3 separate regions of the Mus musculus genome follow, and regions 1 and 3 are each linked to region 2. Evidence: chromatin contacts called from public promoter capture Hi-C data. All regions are on one chromosome and are shown on one strand. The core of a region is the stretch at or near the end of the contact, and the rest is flanking DNA. Distances in the headings are between cores, read along the strand shown.

Evidence for each region. Capture Hi-C pulls out chosen DNA fragments and counts their contacts.
Region 1: a contact with region 2 is called in a promoter capture Hi-C map of adipose tissue. The contact joins two enhancer-like sites. A contact is called at or near these places in 1 of 15 datasets of contacts at CTCF or cohesin (CD8 T cells), 7 of 484 Hi-C or Micro-C datasets (Sertoli cells, Th17 cells, bone marrow-derived DN3 thymocytes and 4 more), 2 of 115 datasets of contacts at active chromatin or transcription factors (the HPC-7 cell line and embryonic stem cells) and 3 of 9 other capture datasets (adipose tissue, liver and pancreatic islet).
Region 3: a promoter capture Hi-C map of adipose tissue shows a contact between it and region 2. The contact joins two enhancer-like sites. A contact is called at or near these places in 4 of 39 promoter capture datasets (hippocampal neurons, liver and pre-B cells), 14 of 484 Hi-C or Micro-C datasets (B cells, CD8 T cells, DN3 thymocytes and 7 more), 11 of 115 datasets of contacts at active chromatin or transcription factors (the HPC-7 cell line, the SCID.adh cell line, bone marrow-derived dendritic cells and 6 more) and 4 of 9 other capture datasets (adipose tissue, embryonic stem cells, liver and 1 more).

What each region holds. Positions count from the first base shown.
Region 1 is chr2:156,232,521-156,235,220 of GRCm38.p6, reverse strand. The region is part of intron 2 of Phf20 (PHD finger protein 20); the gene reads right to left. Among named protein-coding and RNA genes, the nearest start is that of Phf20, 37 kb to the right of the region's middle. Within about 2 kb of position 1,375, at least 72 of the 459 cell types and tissues checked have an H3K27ac peak or open chromatin away from gene starts, as enhancers often do. A contact at or near this core is called in adipose tissue, where this site is marked.
Region 2 is chr2:156,297,038-156,299,737 of GRCm38.p6, reverse strand. It overlaps Phf20 (PHD finger protein 20), which reads right to left. Exons shown (of 18, transcript NM_172674.2): 15 at 1,022-1,217. Among named protein-coding and RNA genes, the nearest start is that of Cnbd2, 14 kb to the left of the region's middle. Within about 2 kb of position 1,322, at least 25 of the 459 cell types and tissues checked have an H3K27ac peak or open chromatin away from gene starts, as enhancers often do. A contact at or near this core is called in adipose tissue and hippocampal neurons, where this site is marked.
Region 3 is chr2:156,201,919-156,204,618 of GRCm38.p6, reverse strand. The region is part of intron 1 of Phf20 (PHD finger protein 20); the gene reads right to left. Among named protein-coding and RNA genes, the nearest start is that of Phf20, 6.6 kb to the right of the region's middle. Within about 2 kb of position 1,323, at least 157 of the 459 cell types and tissues checked have an H3K27ac peak or open chromatin away from gene starts, as enhancers often do. A contact at or near this core is called in adipose tissue and hippocampal neurons, where this site is marked.

The DNA of each region.
Region 1 (2,700 bases), core at 126-2,625, 65 kb after region 2:
TTAAAACAACTGACTTCTCTTCCAGAGGTCCTGAGTACAATTCCTAGCAACCACATGGTGGCTCACAACCACCTGTAACGGTATCTGATGCCCTCTTCTGGTGTGTCTGAAGACAGCTGTAGCATGCATGCATACATAATGAGAGACAAAGGGGGGAAGTAATGGACACCAAAACATGAAACATGATCAGTAGAAAGAATCCTAAAGGAAAGCAGGAGCTGAAAGGATATCTCAGTGGTTAATGGTTAAGAGCATTATCTGCTCTTCCAGAGGACCCAGTTTCAATTCCCAGAACTCACAACGCAGCTCATAACTTTCTGTAACTCCAATTCCAAGAGATCTGATATCTTCTTCTGGCTTCTAGGGTGAGCAGCAGGCACAGACACATATGCAGGAACACCCATACATATAAAATAAAAAATATAAAAGAAAGAAAGAGAGAAAGACACCAAGTGGTAGATGAGATGGCTCAGTGGGTAAGCCCACTTGCCACAACAAGCCTGCACATTTCAGCTTGATCCCTGAAACTCAGGTAAAACTGCCAGATGGACACATCTGTAAGCCCAGATCTCCTGTGGGAAGGTGGGAGGTTGAGACAGAACTGCCCATAACTCTCAGGCAAGCTAGTCTGCAGCATGCAGAGACCCTGTTCCATCACTACAGGAGAAAACAGACTAAAGTCACCTGTAAGCTGTTCTGACCTCCATAGGCAAATTGCGATACTATATGTACACAGACACACACACTCAGACAGACAGCAGACAGACAGACAGACACGCACACTGTCTTAGTCAGGGTTTCTATTCCTGCACAAATATCATGACCAAGAAGCCAGTTGGGGAGGAAAGGGCTTATTCAGCTTACACTTCCATGCTGCTGTTCATCACCAAAGGAGGTCAGGACTGGAACTCAAGCAGGTCAGGAAACAGGAGCTGATGCAGAGGCCATGGAGGGATGTTTTTAATTAGATTGTTCAGCCTGCTTTCTTATAGAACCCAAGACTACCAGCCCAGGAATGGCACCACCCACAATGGACAGGGCCCTCCCACCCTTGATCACTAATTGAGAAAATGCCTTACAGCTGGATCTCATGGAGGCATTTCGTCAACTGAAGCTCCTTTCTCTGTGATAACTCCAGCTGTGTCACGCTGACACAAAACCAGCTAGTACACACACAAATAATAAAAAAGAAACCAAAAATAAAGGACATTACAAATCAGATTTTTAAATTCTTTCTACGTGGAACAGAAACTATGAGCACTTAACTAGAAATAAAGTAGGGAGAATGTGGCAGAAGGATCTGGAAGGCAGCAGACAGAAGCTATTTCACTGTGCTTGCTGCAAGAACAGGGAAGGCCCGCCTGCTGCTTGGGACAGATGGTACACTGCTGACAGACAACAGGAAGAAGGCAGGAGCATCAAGCATAGCAGGCACTTTCTATTCCATCCACCCAGCATCTTGACTAGGAAAGCCTGTCATCTTAGCCAGCATGTCTGTACAAGTCTGCAAGTGAGTGGGGTAGGCAGTTACTCTCTAGAGAGACATGTGCCCAGAAGCAATAGCTCCAAAATTAGAATCACCTTTGGTTTGAGTTTTGTTTTTTTGAAACAGGGTCTTGTTAGCCGGCCTAGATATTACTATGTTACCCAAGCTAGTACTGAACTTTTGTCAATCCTCCTGCCCAAAGTCCTAGCACTGGGGTTTCAGGAGTGACTCACCACATCCAGCTTATTATTTGTTGCTGTTTTATTTCCACTGCAGGCCACTGAATCTCAGTTTCTTGCATGCCAGCCAAGGGCTCTATCACTAAGCTACACCCTATCCACTAGCTATTTGGTCATGCTTCATTTTGTTGGAGACCAGGTCTCATACGTAGGCCAGGATTGTGTCTTGGGTATTGGGATTGCAAGTGTATTTGTATAAACTCCAAGTCAAATGTATTCCTTTAATCCAGCACTTGGGAGGCAGAGACAGAAGAATCTCAGGGAATTTAATGCCAGCACCACCACACCACCACCACCATCCTCACCCCAAGAAATAAAAATCCAAATTGTATTACTTCTTTGGGACCTTAAATTTTGAAAACAAATCTCTCCTGGATGATTACAAATAAATCTGTATGAGGCCTTCTGGAGTTCAGCTGTCAAACTGAGCTAAGTGAGCCTTACACCCAACAGAGTAAGTTCTTGTCTTTCAAGTCACTCAATTCCAAATAGACCTTTATTTTATTTATGTCTTTATTTCAGTGCTAGAGATGGAAACCAGGGCCTGTATGCCCTAAATATGTGTTCTATTGCTCAGCTGTATACCCCCAAATACAGCATTTCTGGGGAGAACTAAGTAAGACTGTCCATATAAAACCATTGGGGACATTAAGCCTCATACTTGTCAAAACAAATCTGCAAGATGTTCATTGTCACTGCTGTTTGTCTAACTCGCAGCATACTAAAGTGAGGGAGAGCCAGGCCTTGGCATAAACAACACAGACAAACTAAATGGAAGCAACAAGCATCTGCCCACATGCCTGCTCTGAGTGCTCTGTGTGCTCTACTGTCACACAGACAGAAAAACAGGGTTAAGCCGGGCGAGGTGGCCCACACCTTCAATCCCAGCACTTGGGAGGCAGAGGCAGGCAGATCTCTGAGTTGGAGGCCAGCCTGGTCTACAGAGGGAGTTCTAAGACAGTACAGCCAGGGCTC
Region 2 (2,700 bases), core at 73-2,572:
ATCTAGTTTCAGGACAGCCAGTACTAAATAAAGATACCCTATTATAAAAAGAAAAAATAAATAGATATAAATAGAAAGGTTCAGATGGCAAATTTGGTATTTGGCATTATGTATATTTTACCACAATTTAAAAAGCCCTCACTATAAATGTAAAAAAAAAACAAAAAAAAACAAAAAAAAAACTCACTGGGCGTGGTGGCTCACGCCTTTAATCTCAGCACTTGGGAGGCAGAGGCAGGCGGATTTCTGAGTTCGTGGCCAGCCTGGTCTACAGAGTGAGTTCCAGGACAGCCAGGGCTACACAGAGAAACCCTGTCTCAAAAAACCAAAACCAAAAAAACCAAAAAAAAAAAAAAAAAAAAAACCAAAAAAACCCCCAAAAAACCTCAGTGTAAAACAAGTAACTGTACACCCAAAGGTAACACAACACAAGCTGTGAGTGAATACATTAAGCCATAGTGGCCAACATCTATAATTCCATTTCTCAAGGGAAGGCTAAGACATGGTGGAAGGACAGAACCACCTCCTGCAAACTGTCCTCTGACCTCTGACCATGTGCCATTTGGTACACACACACACACACACACACACACACACACACACACACACACACACACACACACACACACACACATTCCTGTACGGGCAAACAAGAGAAACCAAATGCACACATCATGTCCTGGTTTACAGTGTTAGTTGCCTGAATATATGCACTTATCAAATTCAATGAGGTCTTAAAATAAGTGAACTTAATTACATGCAAAGTATTCCTCAATAAGTCAACTGCTTTACAAAGAAACGTTTATTACATAACTGACTTTTGGGGGAGTGGGGTGGGGGAGCGTACTGGTAATCAAACTCAGTGCCACACATGCTAGGCAAACACTCAACCCGAAGCCACATGCTCAGCATAGTAACAGATTTTGTGGTACAGGTCTTTGTGGCTTTCCCTTTTTCCCCAAACCTGACTGAACTGAGAGCCTGAGTAAGCTCCTGCCCAGAGCTGCAGGCACACACTTACTGCAGAATGCTCATCTTGAGCTGCAGGCCGTGCAGCACTTGGATCACTCTCTGCACGTCCCCGAGCAGCTGGTGGGTGGCCACGATCTTCCTGGCATTCTGGTGGGAGTAGTTCTGATCCAGAAATGCCAGACCATGCATGTGTCCCCGGCTCAGCCACTCCTTGTCATACCAGTACTTGAAGCCAGGCCTCTGACCTAAAGAGACGACATTGCAACAGTCAAACATGCCTGAGGAACCCAGGCTGTCCTGTCCCCTCCGCGGTCCTGTGCTTTGATGGCTGTGCTCATTCTGTTCACGTTTCCTTGGCCTCTACTCGGTGCTGGAGACAAAGCTGAAATAAGGCCTGGGCCCTCCTACCCGCAGCAGGGGCTAGAGCACGGATTCCAATTCTGATCAGTAGTCTTCCTCCTTTCAACTATCTCCCTCCCTTCCCATCTTTTCTGCCCCCTCCCCTTCTTTCTCTAGACAAGGCCTCACATGGCTCAGACAACCCTTAAACTAACCATGTAGCTTAAACTGGCTTTGAACCTGTTCCTCCTGCTTCTGTTTGGAGAGTTCTGGGATACAAATGTTCACTACCATGGCCGGCTGAATTACCTCTTCAGATTGAAGTCATTTCCTTCCCCCCTCCACTCACTCTCCCACAGCTTCTGACTGCTCACAGAAGGAAACCCCAAATCCCTATCGATCGATTAAGGCTGACAGCATCCTTCTCTTTCCTCTTCTCCTCACTCCACCCTTATCATGGTTTGTCTGAGTTTTAGAAACACACACACACAAATCTCTTCCTTGGCCTGACCTCTTTCCTCCAGAGCTCTGACAAGGCATCCCCTGGGCCTCTCCAGGACAGATGTTCCCCATCTCCTCAGGCAGGCCTTTGGCCACCAGCCAGCATCAGAGAGCCTCTGGCTCCCCCTCTCTGCTTTCCCTCCTAGCTTCACTTGTACACCTGTCTTGGGTTTATTTAACTTGTTTCAACTTCTGTTCTTTGTCCCCAGTCTCATTAAAAGACAGAAAAGGATCCGTCATATTGATGGCTGCAGTTCCAGAGCCTGGAATGTGTCTCAAATGGACTGAGTATGAACAGAAGACTCCAGATCCTAACTAGACAAGTGACAGGCCCCAGACCTTAACTAGACAGGTGACAGCCCTCCCTTCTCTGGACCCATCTCTGCTTCCCATCGTAACAGATGACCTGGATGGCTCTTGGGTCCGGCTCATCACAAGTCTCTTTAGAAAGGACAGAAAACTAAGCTCAGGGACTAGGCAGCACGTCCTGTTCCAAAAACTCAGGAGACAGCACCTTCCAACCTGACTCATTCACTCTTCAGTCACTAAGAAACCTTGAAACAGGCTGGGCATGGTGGAAGGGACAGTCAAGAGCCACTACCCATTAACCAATGACCCCCACTAAGGAGCCGAGCAAGACTCCGCTTAAGAGTGCTCCAGAGCAGGCAAGGCTCATCCCTTCCAGGGGCAGTGACACAATGGGGGCTGGGATGTTTGTGTGTGTGTGTGTGTGCAAATGTGCCCTCCGACATCCCTGAAATGGCACCAACAGAGAGAGCCACACGCCCATCCTCAGAGCTCTCAAGGAAGAAAGTGTCTGCCAAAACTGGAACAAAAGATCAGCCAGGCCCTGAGCAAGACCAACAGAATAATTCATGGAGCATTCCA
Region 3 (2,700 bases), core at 74-2,573, 95 kb after region 2:
TGACTGCAAATTGCCTTTCACCTTTAAAATGCCATGCTACTCGTCCTGCTAATTAAAATGAGGGAAAATGTAAGGGGAGGGAGGAGGTAGGGACCAGGCATGATAGCACATGCTTATAATCTCAGTATTCAGGAGGCAGAGATTAGATGATGCTCGCAAGTCTGAGGCCAACCTGATCTATACAGGGAGAGCCTGTCTCAAAAAAAAAAAAAAGAAAGAAAGAAAGAAAGAAAAGAAAAAAAAGGAAAAAGGGGGGGAGGTGTTGATTACTCAGTGAATAAAATGCTTGCTGCACAAGCAGAAAGACCGGAGAGCTCACCTATAACCCAACCCCAGCACAGCCCAAGAGACAGGCAGATCCCAGGGGCTCTCTGGCCAACTAATCAAACCAAAGTGGAGAGATCAGGGTTCAATGAGAGATTCTATCAAAAAATACAACGGAGGGAGCTAGAGCAATGGCTGCTCTGCTCACAACTGTCTGCAACTCCGGTTCCTGGGGATCCAACGCCCTCTTCTGGCCTCATAGGACACTGTGTACATGAAGTAGACATACATCAAGGCAAAACAAAATAGTTTTGTTTTTTTTGAGGGGGGCGGGGGGGGGGGGTTGGTTGGTTGGTTGGTTGTTTTTTTAGTTTTTCGAAACAATGTTTCTCTATATAGCCCTGGCTGTCCTGGAACTCACTTTGTAGACCAGGCTGGCCTCGAACTCAGAAATCCACCTGCCTCTGCCTCCTAAATGCTGGGATTAAAGGCGTGCGCAACTACTGCCCGGCAACAAAATAGTTTTTTGTTTGTTTGTTTAATTAAGTAAAATTAAAAAACAAAGAATAAATAAGGTGGGAAAAAGAAATAAAAATCTAAGTACATAAATTTTTGGTTTTAAAAGGTGGAACTGAGCCGGGCGATGGTGGCGCACGCCTTTAATCCCAGCACTCAGGAGGCAGAGGCAGGTGGATTTCTGAGTTCGAGGCTGGCCTGGTCTACAGAGCGAGTTACAGGACAGCCAGAGATATACAGAGAAACCCTGTCTCGAAAAACCAAAATAAATAAATAAATAAATAAGCATTTACAAGAAAATATGGTTATATACAAAATACAGCCTAAAACCAAACAGCTTAGTGATCTTAGTGATGCAGAGGCCACTAACAATGAATGGAGAACTCAAGTCCGACTTCCACCGTCAGGTAGTTCTGAATGAACACAGCCCAGGACTGACAAAGCACAGAGAGCAAAAGAACGCTGACAACTGGGTGTGAGGACAAGCTGGCAATTTGGCTAGAAAGGAGACAGTGCCAGCAGAAGTGACTTGGGACAAGGAAACCATTGGCAGTCTGCCCACTGAAGCAAGGAAAGTGAAGGAAATCAGCCCTGCTACTAGGCACTCTGCAAGCAACTGAGTTTCTAAACAAGGTCCCTACAGATTCCAGGAGGGGTGAACTTTGAAATAATCAACTGCTCAGCATGCAGCTGGGGGGGGGGGGAGCTCCTAAGAGCAGAAAGTGATTTGCCTGAGGTCACACATGAGTGTAAGAGCTGGGACCACTGCCAGATGCAGATCAAATCTGTCACTGAAGATAATCTGACATTCCTGTGAGATGTGGAGGGGCTGCGGGAAGACCAGGGACACAGAACAGTCTAGTCATTCAGGTTGGTCCTGATCAGGGCCTGGAACAGGATCACATTGGAAAAGGGCCAGGAAAGCTAACAGGGCAACAGACACTAATGATTTAAGAGAGTCAGAATGGAAAAACCCCACTGAGAGCTGGGTTTTAGTAGCACATGCCTAGGATCCTAGCACTAGGGAGGAAGGGGCAGGAGGATCAGTAAAAGAACCTAGCTGAAAAATATACAGGAAAGAAATCTCCCCTAAAATACGAGATTGCTACAAACTTAAGACCTCATCAAAGGGTGTCTTTCAGCAGCTCCCCAGGGCTGCCTCCTGGAGCATTGTACTGATAAACCAGCAGCTTCCACTCAAGAACAAACACCTAGCTTCAAACAAAAGGCTGCCCTTTATCAGGTCTATTTGAAGAACTTTAAAAACTCAGTGGCTTGATGTGGGGTATCCTGACTCCCTTCTCACAATAACAAGAGGAATCAGAAACCAACTGGCTAAGCAGTTCTTACTGGAATGATTCTATGTCCAAAAAAAAAAAAAAAAAAAATTACCCATCAGAGCTTAAGATATAGAAGTTCAGAAGACAAACACTTCTCTTGAACATATAATACCCTGGTTCAAACCTTAGCACCCCAGGGCAAAAAAAAAAGCACATATATTTAAGCAGTTAAATCTAGTAATACAGAGAAAACAGTATATTTTGTAGACAATTTAAGAACTAAAGGTGGGCTGGTGAGATGGCTCAGCGGTTAAGAGCGCCGACTGCTCTTCCAAAGGTCCTGAGTTCAAATCCCAGCAACCACATGGTGGCTCACAACTGTCTGTAACAAAATCTGATGCCCTCTTCTGAAGTGTCTGAAGACAGTGTACTTACATATAATAAATAAATAAAATATTAAAAAAAAAAAAAAGAACTAAAGGTTAAGCTGGGCGTGGTGGCTCATGCCTTTAATCCCAGCACTCAGGAGGCAGAGGCAGGTGGATTTCTGAGTTCGAGGCCAGCCTGGTCTACAGAGTGAGTTCCAAGACAGCCAGGTCTACAAAGAGAAACCCTGTCTAGAAAAACCACACACACAAAA